Regions from separate parts of the Mus musculus genome. Here region 2 is linked to region 1. A link is a contact called in public HiChIP or PLAC-seq data. All regions are on one chromosome and are shown on one strand. Each heading gives the region's core, a stretch centred on a gene start, on an enhancer-like site or on the middle of the called end of the contact. The rest is flanking DNA. Distances are from core to core; before and after follow the strand shown. Region 1 holds the start of Fzd4 (frizzled class receptor 4). Region 2 has its middle 17 kb from the start of AI314278.

Region 1 (5,299 bases), core at 1,463-3,962:
TTTTTTTTTTTTTGGAAAATACCTGTGATGAGTTCCCTGGCTAGAAAGAAAAGCTGTTGACAGGAAGAGCGTCTGATGGAAAGGGGGCTTCTTCATGTGTTCTCAGAGGAGACGCGTTGCTTCAGACATGCTTAAGCGGAGATTCCAAGCCTGGGAAAAGAGGTCAGGACCCCCCCCCCTTAGAAAAGGTCATCCTCAGTGGTAGACGAGGCTGAGAACTGAGTGCTTTCCTCTTTGAGAACAGGAACATGGGCACAGAGTTTAGACTAGAGCAAATGGGCAAGTGAGTCCTTCTCTGCTACATAGTGAGGCACCTTGGTCAGACTGTTTGACCTTTCTCAGATGGTTGTTAATAATTAAATACAATGAGTGTAAGTCATGGAACGCTGGTGCAGAATAGGGTTTCTTATGAAGTCTGTTACTGATTTGATAATAGTGCCCCTTCAGCCAGCACCAACCATGTCCTGCCTATTTGCCAGGCACTCTGTAACAGACCCATCGTCCTCCTTGACTTCAGGAAGTTCACTGTTTCATAAACCACACACACACCCTGCCACCCTGCCACCCTGCCCTAGGCGATGCTCCAGCTGCACTCCTAACCCACTCTGTAAAGTAGCTCACAGTCTTGCAGGTCATCTCTTTGAGTAGCTCTCCAAACTCAGCTACCTCCACCTCCAATTTGCTCATGGCTCTCTGTGGCTTACTATGCCCAGTGTGTTTGTTCTGTTTGTCTCCTATGTGATCCTAGAGAATGGGGATCACGTATCAATTTAATCTATTCATCTAATTTGTTCCTCTCAAACAATGAATAGGTCACTGCTTTCTTCATCTGATTATTTATGCAATCCTGTAAGCCAGTGCCACCAGTATACAGAGGACTCAACCTGGTCCTCAACTCCTGGAATCTTGCCCTCCAGCTTCAAAAAGGTTGGGCTCTGATTTGGTGGGTCCTATCATTGCTAACTATTGCTTTGGTTTAGCCTCAGTTCCCCAGTCTACTTAAAGGGCCAAAACATTCTTTACCAGATTATGACAGTGACTGGAGAAGATGGAGCTTCTATATGCCAGTTCCAAGCACAGAGGCAAATACACAAAACAGCCGATTCCATTCTTTACCCTCAACCAGGGCCAGTCAAGAATAAGAAAGCTAAAGCTATAAAATTTGAGTGCATGTATCCTTCCAATTTATACCTTACCTCAGCTGTGTGCCAGAAGACCAACTGAAATGGGAAGGCACAAAGAACTCAGAAAAACACAGGCAGGGGCTTAGGCAAACAGAACTGAAGGAGAGGGGAGGAATCCCTTTACTTATTACCAGTATCCTCAGAATTTAGCACGAGACTGATAAGCAAGGGGTAGTCTTACGATCTACATTTCACGATCTGTCCCAGATATAAACAAAAAGTGGCAGCCGAGTTATTATAGAGCATTATTCATCGGTCACTGTGCTAGATGATCTACACTACTCCGGTACTGAGAACCGCTATGTGACAGGAGAGCATGGATGGACTTCACTCAGAAACTGGCCTACTGCGTGGCCAGTTGGAGGCTCCTTTTAGTCTCAGCAAGTAACAAGTACATGGTTTGGGAAATCACCTGCTGAGAGTTCCACTGGCCAAATGGGAAGCAGAGAGAGGGTGGACCCAATACAGAGTCCTTTCTTTGTGGGTGAAGAAGAGAGAAGCTGGATTGGAACACGGGTGGGAACATCTGCCGACCCCCAGAGTGCCACGGAGAGCAAGAATGGGAACGAAAAAAGTGCAGGATGCAGGGGAAGGGTGTCCCGGGTCTGGGAAGGGGCGTCCTTGGGGCTTGTGCGCCTTCCTCGCTTCGAGTGCACAGGTCAAGCCTCTTCCCTCCCGCGCTCTTACCCTCCCAACCTTATTTAGAAACCGTGTCCCCGAGACAGGAAGGGCGGCGGGCCGAGAAGCACGGAGCGTCCCGGCCTCATTTCCTTTCGAATCCCCCTGTGGAATTTCATTTCGTACGGTGAGGAAATCGGAGCGCGAGCCCATCGGCTGCTCTGTTGCTCCGGAGCGCCTCCCCCACGGCGACTGCAGACCGGCTGCTCCCGGCGCAGGTCGCGCCGAGTGCGGGGCGGGGCCGGGGGGCGGGCGCCAGCCCCACTGGCTAGAGGTGAAATTTTCTGCGAACTGTACCAGGCACCAGCTCTAAGCCTTTCAGGCTTTATCGCTAATCCTCCCAAGTCACTTTACGGATGAGGAACCTGACGCGGAGAGGTTGGGCAATTTGCTCAAGGTCACACAGCCAGGATTTAAAGCCACAATCTGTGTAAACCCCAAATACCGTGTTCTTTGTGTTCATTATTTTGCTTGATACAGAGGTGGCCACGGGGCCGGAGGTGACAGCTGTAAGGGGAAGGACGTGAAAGGGGCATAGATGTGGGAGCACGTCTCACCTGAAAGAGAAGAGCAGGTTGGCTGGGCAGGAGCCACGGGGCTCCATCGCCGCCTGGCCACAGCGTGCAATGGATCCGGGTGGGAGGACGCCGAGCGCCGGGAAGCCAAGCGGGGCGGGGCGCCTCTGGAGCGAGCAAGGGAGAGAGGATCAAGCCGCGGGCGGGGGCCTGACCCTTACAGCAGGAGAGGAGCCCCGCCCCTTCCCGCCCCCTCTGACCAGGGGGGGCTTTCATTGGACAGTCGCGTTGTCCGTCCCGCCCCGCCCCCGCCCTGCGAACCTCCAGCGCCACAGAGCGCTGGGGCGGTGAGAACAGCGCGGCGTAGAGTGCAGGCGGGCTTCGCCGAAAAGCCGGACTCGGCCGGCGCCGAGTTCTGGGATCGCCGCCTGCAGCCATGACCCTAGCAGTCCATCCCTCGGCCCGGGCTCCGGACGTCTGATATCCCGCACATTCTCGTACAACTGCTGGAGAGGCGACTGCTGCCCCCTTGTCGCCCTTGGCGCCTTACCGCATTCCCTATCCGGAGTTGGGAGCAGCGCGGCCACCGGCGCCCCTGTGCAAACTGGGGGTGTCTGCTAGATCAGCCTCTGCCGCTGCTGCCCGCAGCTCTGGCCATGGCCTGGCCGGGCACAGGGCCGAGCAGCCGGGGGGCGCCTGGAGGCGTCGGGCTCAGGCTGGGGCTGCTGCTGCAGTTCCTCCTGCTCCTGCGGCCGACACTGGGGTTCGGGGACGAGGAGGAGCGGCGCTGCGACCCCATCCGCATCGCCATGTGCCAGAACCTCGGCTACAACGTGACCAAGATGCCCAACTTAGTGGGACACGAGCTGCAGACAGACGCCGAGCTGCAGCTGACAACTTTCACGCCGCTCATCCAGTACGGCTGCTCCAGCCAGCTGCAGGTGGGTGCCCCTACCCCCATCCCCGGAGGACTCGGTAGACAGAGACTCCCAAACTCCTTCCTTGGAATCCCTGACAGATCGAGCCTCCTGGTCCCTTCCTAACTTGAGGGTACAACTCCTGAGAAAGTGATTTCCAACCCGCACCCCACCCCCCACTTTTCTGTCCCTCTTGGAGACTGGAAGCCAAAACGTTGTGTAAGTCATCTGGCCCGCGAAAGAACCTATTCTTACACCCCGCCCTTCCGTTTTTCTCCCCTGCCCATGTCTGGCCAAGCCCCTAACCCCAGTGGAGTTGAGGGCTATCTTTGCCAAGGATTCCGGCAGCCGCTGCTTGGTGGGCGAGTCCTGGCAGGGCAGCGGGTTGCACCTAAATCTTGGAAGGAGTGATAAGGAGACAGAACTTCGCCCTTCCAGGTCGCTCATCGACCTCCCTTTTGCCTGTATTTTTGGGTGTAGGTTACCAAATAAAACATCGCTGTCTGTTTTCTGCAGAATGCCCCGCCGTCGTCCTGCACTTTTTAGAGGTCATACAGGAAAGAGTGGTTAGGTTGGCCCGAGTTCTTTCTTGTCCTTAACGTTGGAGGCAGGTTTAATTTTTGGAAGGACTGAAAAGGCTCCAGGAAGGTAGTGTGCATATTTGAAAACTTCTTTTTTCCTTTTCTTTTTTTCCCTCCTTTTCTTAACAGTCATTAAGATGTTAAAACTTTGGTAATGTGTAATGATATAGAAGTTCTTCCTACAATAATAAGTGAAAAGTAATTTGCATATATAACATAGTTATAATTTCTCTTATACAGCTAACTTCAATGGAAAGTAGATTGGAATGAAGTTTTAAAAACTTAACACTCTCCATGTTTTGGTTGGTGAGGCTGAGTGGCTTTTATTAATAAAAAAGAAAAAAAAATGGAGGTTAGAGTTGTCCAGGTTGAAACCTTAAGAAATCTATAGTTCTGGCTGTAGCGAGATAAGAAACAGACATACGGTTTATTTACAGGCTTGGGTTTTTACATCGGTCGCTGTAAAAGCTGAGTTGTGGTTTGGGGAAGATGGTTGGGATTAGACCTGTTGCTGGAGAAATATCCCTGTAGAGGTTTCAGGGCTTCCAAACTAAGTTATAAAAGCTTAGGAAATGATCCTCTCACTCTTAGCCTGGAAACAGCACACGGTTGACATCAGTGGCAAGTTGGTTGGAGAAACAGCTTTTGCAGGGATATATATTTTTAATTACATGTATCCTGGGGAGGCAGCCAAGTTGTTTTGAAAGACAAGACTGGATCCCTTTACATGCTGGAAAATAGTTACTTGTAACTCTAGACTTCATAGACAACATCTGTAAGGAGCCAAGGAGACTGTTTATCAATGCTGGAGGAATTGAGGACAGCAACTGGACTCTCCCCTGCTGCTATTGCAGTTTCAGGGAGTTAACATTTACATCTTCCTATTGTGCTTCATTATTAATCATTGAGGAATTGCTAGCCAAACAAATCCCTGAAGACCAAAGACCCCCCCCCCCAACCTATATTTCCTCTTTGGATCCAAGAGTCTCAAATTAGTACATTTTCTGTTTAAATTCAGGGTTGACTTTTTAAAATTAAAATGTAAATTAGGGGATAATAAAATGGTCACAGGATCTATATTTTAAAGCGACAGAGAAATAAGGATAATAGTCAAGCATCCATCACCTAAGTGACCAAGTCACTTTATTAGACTCTTTAGGTCTCTCAAATGGTAGGTAGAAGGAGAGAGCTATTGGAAGTCACTTTTTAAAAGTTTATTTTTGTAAGGGTTGTGTGAAAAAAGATTATGTAATTCTTCAGACACATTTTAGTTATTTCCTCATTTATGTTCCTGTGAAAAGGAACACTGGATCCCAACTAAGGAAACTGTGTAAAAGTGATGGATTATTAGGCAGCAGCGTCGGAGGTCAGAGTAAACAGACATATTCCCAGTAGGCTGGCTTAAAAGTAGATACGTACACTGC
Region 2 (5,299 bases), core at 1,638-4,137, 39 kb after region 1:
AAATCTACTGTTAAATGAACAAAAACTACTTTTTACTCTTCATGTTGAGAAGTAATTAACATTTAGTGAGGGCAAAGCAACCTTATCTTCCATATAACATTTCTTGGAAAGGCTAAGAACAATTTGACAAGAGTCTGGGGCAGAGAAACCAAAGTCTAAAGGTATCATCACCATCTTGATTTAGCATGTCTTAACACTTCCCCACACTTGATTTAGGTTTTTTTTTTTCTGAAAAAATAAAATGTCATCTATAAATATGACATATATTTATGCATACATACCTACATATATATATATATTTATATGCATACACCATACCTTGGAGGGTCATGCTCACAGATGCAACTGTGAACATTGATTGTGTACTTTAAATGACACTTGGAACACCATTGTCATTTTATTTAATGCACAGTGATCTTACACGTGACCTTGTGGGGTACAAAGTGGGACAAAATATGGTCCCTTTCTTAGTGGACCTTCTCTCAGGGGTGGCAGACAGATAGAATTTTACAATTGAGGAACTGAGACTCATAGAGGTGTCAACTCCCCCACAAAACACAGCAGCTTTACAAGCCAAAGCTCAAAACCCACCAGCTCTTCAAGAGCATCAGGGAAGCCCCATGTTCCTGCTCTTCCGAAGCCCTGAAGTTTGTGTGAGTGAGCAGGTGTCTGGCTCCTCCAGTTAGGAAGACTAGCTCCTGTGTGTGGGAAGAACCTTGGAGAAGTATACACTCCGGCTTCTCCTTTTGTCCACTGGCCATCGTTTTCTCTGCAAAGAATTAAATTCTTTTCCATTGACACATACTTCCTCTCAGAGCAGCAGACACCCAGGCAGACAAAAAAAAAAAAAAAAAAAAAAAAAAAAAAAAAAAAAAAAAAAAAAAATCCACCCACAGGAAGTGAAATCAAATCCCTCTCATTCTTCTAGGAACACGTTTTGGGTTTCTGCTGGATTGTTGCCATTTTCTCAGGAGTTAACCTGTGGCGGATTTGAGGACCAGCAAATTAGAACCCCACGATGACATAGGTAAAAGCCTCACACACTAAAACATCCATGATGGCTTGTCTCCAACCACACATCCGTGTTTCACGTAAGCAATGCACTCTCACTGCAGAAAACCTGGAAAGGTACCTCTGGGTCTTAGTATACGTGGGGAAAAACCAAATCCATCTATGGTCTTCCAATACAAATAACAACCACTGTTAATTCTTTATATAAATAATTTTCTATAAAAATCATATTCATGTGCATTTTATCTAATACTATTCATATGAACTTACATTATCATTTCCACAGTAGTTGTGTGTGAGGCATAATTATAAATGCTTATACGATATTCAGTTAGACAGCTGCTCTGTGATTCAGTTTTTCAGTTGGTTTTATTCAATTTTCTCCTACTTCTTTTGGTTTTATAGTATGACAGGTCTGAGCAGAGTTTTGCACAATTGAGTAATACCTTGGCCTCTTCTCTTACATTATCTCATTTCCTCGTTGCAAGTCTCCAGAATAGACACACAGTTTTATGAAGGAACCAAGATTTAAAGGGAATAAGAACTATACCAAGGCCAGGACTATACTAATCTCTAACTCCTGAGCCAGCATTACTCATTACAACACCCTGGGTCTGTCTGTCTCTCTTCAGTTTGTTGTTGACTTTCTGTCTTCCCAGAACATCATTATCTATGGTGGTAAAGATATTTTTTTTGTATTGTATTTATTTTTTTAAATGAATCCCAATTCTGGTTTTATGCCTCTCATGTTCCCACTGAATCCTGGTCTCTTACTAAGACTGCCCATTTCAGTTAAATACTCTCCATTGTACAGTTGCCAGGCAGCTGGACTGATTCGAGTGACGGTCCCCAACTGCTGTGCCATTTGCTCCCTTCGTTCCCAGCTGTCCTCAGACAGGCAGGCGATGAGTGTACTCAGGTCTCCAGGTTGGAAAGCTGAATCACAATACACTCACTAAAACCCACCTGGTGATTTGTACTCCACTGGAGTTGCCATTTATATCCTCAAAAACTTTCAAAATATGAGACTCTCCTAGAAACTCAGCATATTTTTTAAAAGAACACTAAACTTGGAAAGAACACATTAATCTTCAGTCTTTCATATAAACTTCAAATTTGGATCTGTCTAATTGATGTTCACATGCAAATATCTTTTAAAATATTATTACATGGATTAATAAGTTATGATATCAATTTTCAGCTAATGAGTACCTTGTTTGTTCAAATTCCAACTCTGCCACTTTAGTAATGTGAGTTCAAGCACATATCTTTATTTCTGTTTCTTTCTGTTTGTTTTGTTATTTTTGTCATCTAAAGGGAAAATGATAACAATACTACAAGATAAAGTTGCTGTCTGTATGGCATCATTGAGTCCATATAAAGCTTACAGCGATGCCCTGAGGAATACAGTACATGGTTGGTACTGCTACCATTGTTATCACCTCTGCCAGGAACCTGTATCTCAGGATGATTAAGCTCAGAGTCACACCACGAGCAAATGAAAACTTGGGATTCAAATCTACTGGATGTAGTGAAATTATATCTTTTGAAATAAGAAAAATTACTGATATACTACTGAAATTTTCTGCCATAGCCTTTTTGCCAATTGCTTACTTTAAATCTGTGAAGGCATAATTAATTAGGTGGCTCTGCTTTAAAGGACAGCCACATAAGTATGTGACCAGAACTAGTTTTGTGTGCTGGTGCTCCTTAACTTGTAGTGGAGTTATGGCCTGGGAAACTTATTATAAAGCAAAAACTGTAAGTCAGAAATATGTTTAATGCAGTAACTACTGATCAGCACTGTTCAGAGTTGTGACGGCACGGCTGGGTGGGAGCTATGGTAGATGGCAATGATTTGATCACGATAGAACAGCACACCACATGAAGCTAGCCTGGAGAAAGATCAAACTTGCAGAGCAAGAGTACAGCTTTCACTGGTTATGTATTGCTTTCAAACCACTACAAAGATTTTAAAGAAACGGAAATCAACTGACTTAGGTGAAGAACCATCTGTAACAATTTCATTTGAAAATCACGTGGCACATGATTATGAGATGTGTGTGTGTGGAAAACGGTGAAAAGGGTTGAAGGCACCTGTAGATGCAGAATGATATGGACCCCACCACACCTTCCCTCCACTTTTAAACATTCTCCAATCTGCCATTCATTGCTCCCGCAAAGGTCAGCAGTGATATTCTGACTGAGAGCTCCTTGGACTTCAGCTTACCCAGTTAATTGAAGCTCCCAGCTCCCAGCATTCCTTCGTGACTCTGTTCTGTCACTGTACCCACTCTTCCTGGCACTCTGGATCTTTTTAGTCATTGATTTATTCTATAGTCTCTGCTTCTTCCCCGGGTTCAACTCCTACTTCTGTTTGTCTTCTCACACTTTGTTGTAGTGGTTTGGGTGAAAATGGCTCCCATACTTAGTCTCCAGTTGGTGGAACTGTCTGGGAAGCATTCGGAAGTACAGCCTTGATTGAGGAGGTGTGTCACTGAGTGCAGGCTTTGAGGTTTTAAAAACCCATTTCCTTCCCAGTGTCTCTCCTGCTGCCTCATTTTTGTGAATAAGGATATAAGCTTTCAGCTGCTGTTCTAGTACTATGTCTGATTGCCTGCTGCCATGCTCTCTGCCATGACGATCATGAACTCTAACCCTCTGGAAACCTGAGCCCCAAATTGGGTGCTTTCTTTTATACGTTGCCTTGGTCATGGTATTTTGTTATGGCAATTGAAAGGTAACTAAGACATCTGTTTTGTAGAAAATTTCTTCCAATTAAAATAGTCCAATATTAAAATATTGGAAGAAACATGGTGGCTCATTGGGATTTAAAAAGGAAATAAAACTTCCATGTCTCAGAAATCTCCTGAAGCTTACAAGATTCAAAAGGCCCTTTGAAGTAGGAGGTTCTTTGGGACTTAGTAACTTATGTCAAATGATGGTTTGCTGAGGCACACAGGAGAAAGGATGTCTTGCTAAAGCAGGCACATGAAAGAGTGTTTTCCTGAAGCAGACACAGGTGAGAGGATGTTTTGATATAGTAAACATGTGAAAGGACCTTCGATGCAAGCATATAAATATGACTCCATAGACCGTGGGAGACGAGCACCAAGCATTGGTTTGGCTGTTTTCTGCCTCGTTATTCTTTGCTAATGGCGTACATGTGTTGGTTTGTCTTACATAGCGTTGTTGAGCTGAACTTGTGGTACTGCTGCCATTGAGAGAAACCTGCCCAAGAATTGCTCTTGAGGTTCCTGCGGCAGCTTGCTGTTGTCTGCAGCCTTGCCTCAGGCCAGTGGGCGAGCACTGTAGTTTCTTCACCATTGAACTACAGCTGCTGGTTTGTGCCTGGTAGCTGCCTGCCTAGAGAACTGATGTGCAGCTTGCCGAGTTGTATTTGGTGTTTGCTATGGGACTTAACTGATGTTAAAGAAGTTCAAGTTCACCCCCAAAGAACTATTGCTGAACAAGAGTCCACTTCCCCCGTATCCTAATAACTTTTCTCTCTCACTATCTTAGCTGGGTGGTGGGCTAGAGGAGAGGTTGAACCCTTATTAAAAGTATATTGCAAAAAAATATGTCAATAGCTCTTTCCAAAGGTTACACAAGAAGTCACAACAATTTCTGTGGAAAGAAGTCTCTCAAACAGGCCTTCCAGTTGCTCAGGAAACTATGGAAGAGGCTGTTTGAGGTATTACCACACTGTTGGCTTTCGGGCAGTGCAGCAGCGTATGAGTCACCCATGTTTTGTATGTAACCCCACCCACACTTACTATTTCATTTACTTAAGACTTGTGGGGAACTATTTCTTTGTTCTGTTGTTGCTTCACTACGCAGAGGGCAGGATGTGACCGTCCATGTCTCTTCAGGAAAAGTCACAACATTCACTTCCTCCTGTGAAAATGACATCCCAAATCATTACCTTGCCTCTCAATCTATATCCAGGGGTTCTTGACATTTCAGTTCGGGCTCAGTTTTCAGCCATTTACTGGAGTGTTGGAAAGTAGGGGTCTGAGTCTCCCAATGCAAACTTCCCTTTTAATCAAATTCCTGGAGTCTCAAAGATGCAGGTTTCGCTGCACTGTTGTTGAAGATGCTTAAAGATGTTAAAGATGCTTCTTGCCTCCGGTCTCATTTTGAAATCCCGTGCAACACTTTCTAAGATATCCATTTTTGAAAATCTGGATGTCACTACTAGAGCAAAACAGTTTCAATACAGGATGACTACGACAGAAAACAATCTCTGTAACATATCACATTGTTGAAGACATAATTCAAAATTACT

The links. HiChIP or PLAC-seq counts read pairs in DNA pulled down with a chosen protein or histone mark.
Region 2: an H3K4me3 HiChIP or PLAC-seq map of the SCID.adh cell line shows a contact between it and region 1, with 14 read pairs. The contact joins the enhancer-like site here to the promoter of Fzd4 in region 1. A contact is called at or near these places in 1 of 39 promoter capture datasets (stem cell-derived epiblast-like cells), 1 of 484 Hi-C or Micro-C datasets (nephron progenitors), 4 of 115 datasets of contacts at active chromatin or transcription factors (the SCID.adh cell line, double positive thymocytes, embryonic fibroblasts and 1 more) and 1 of 9 other capture datasets (liver).

The regions. Positions count from the first base shown.
Region 1 is chr7:89,401,654-89,406,952 of GRCm38.p6, forward strand. It overlaps Fzd4 (frizzled class receptor 4), which reads left to right and starts at 2,713. Exons shown (of 2, transcript NM_008055.4): 1 at 2,713-3,318. The coding sequence starts at 3,034. It also overlaps a transcript of Tmem135 not described here.
Region 2 is chr7:89,440,579-89,445,877 of GRCm38.p6, forward strand. No RefSeq gene overlaps it. Among named protein-coding and RNA genes, the nearest start is that of AI314278, 17 kb to the left of the region's middle. Within about 2 kb of position 2,888, at least 16 of the 459 cell types and tissues checked have an H3K27ac peak or open chromatin away from gene starts, as enhancers often do. A contact at or near this core is called in the SCID.adh cell line, where this site is marked.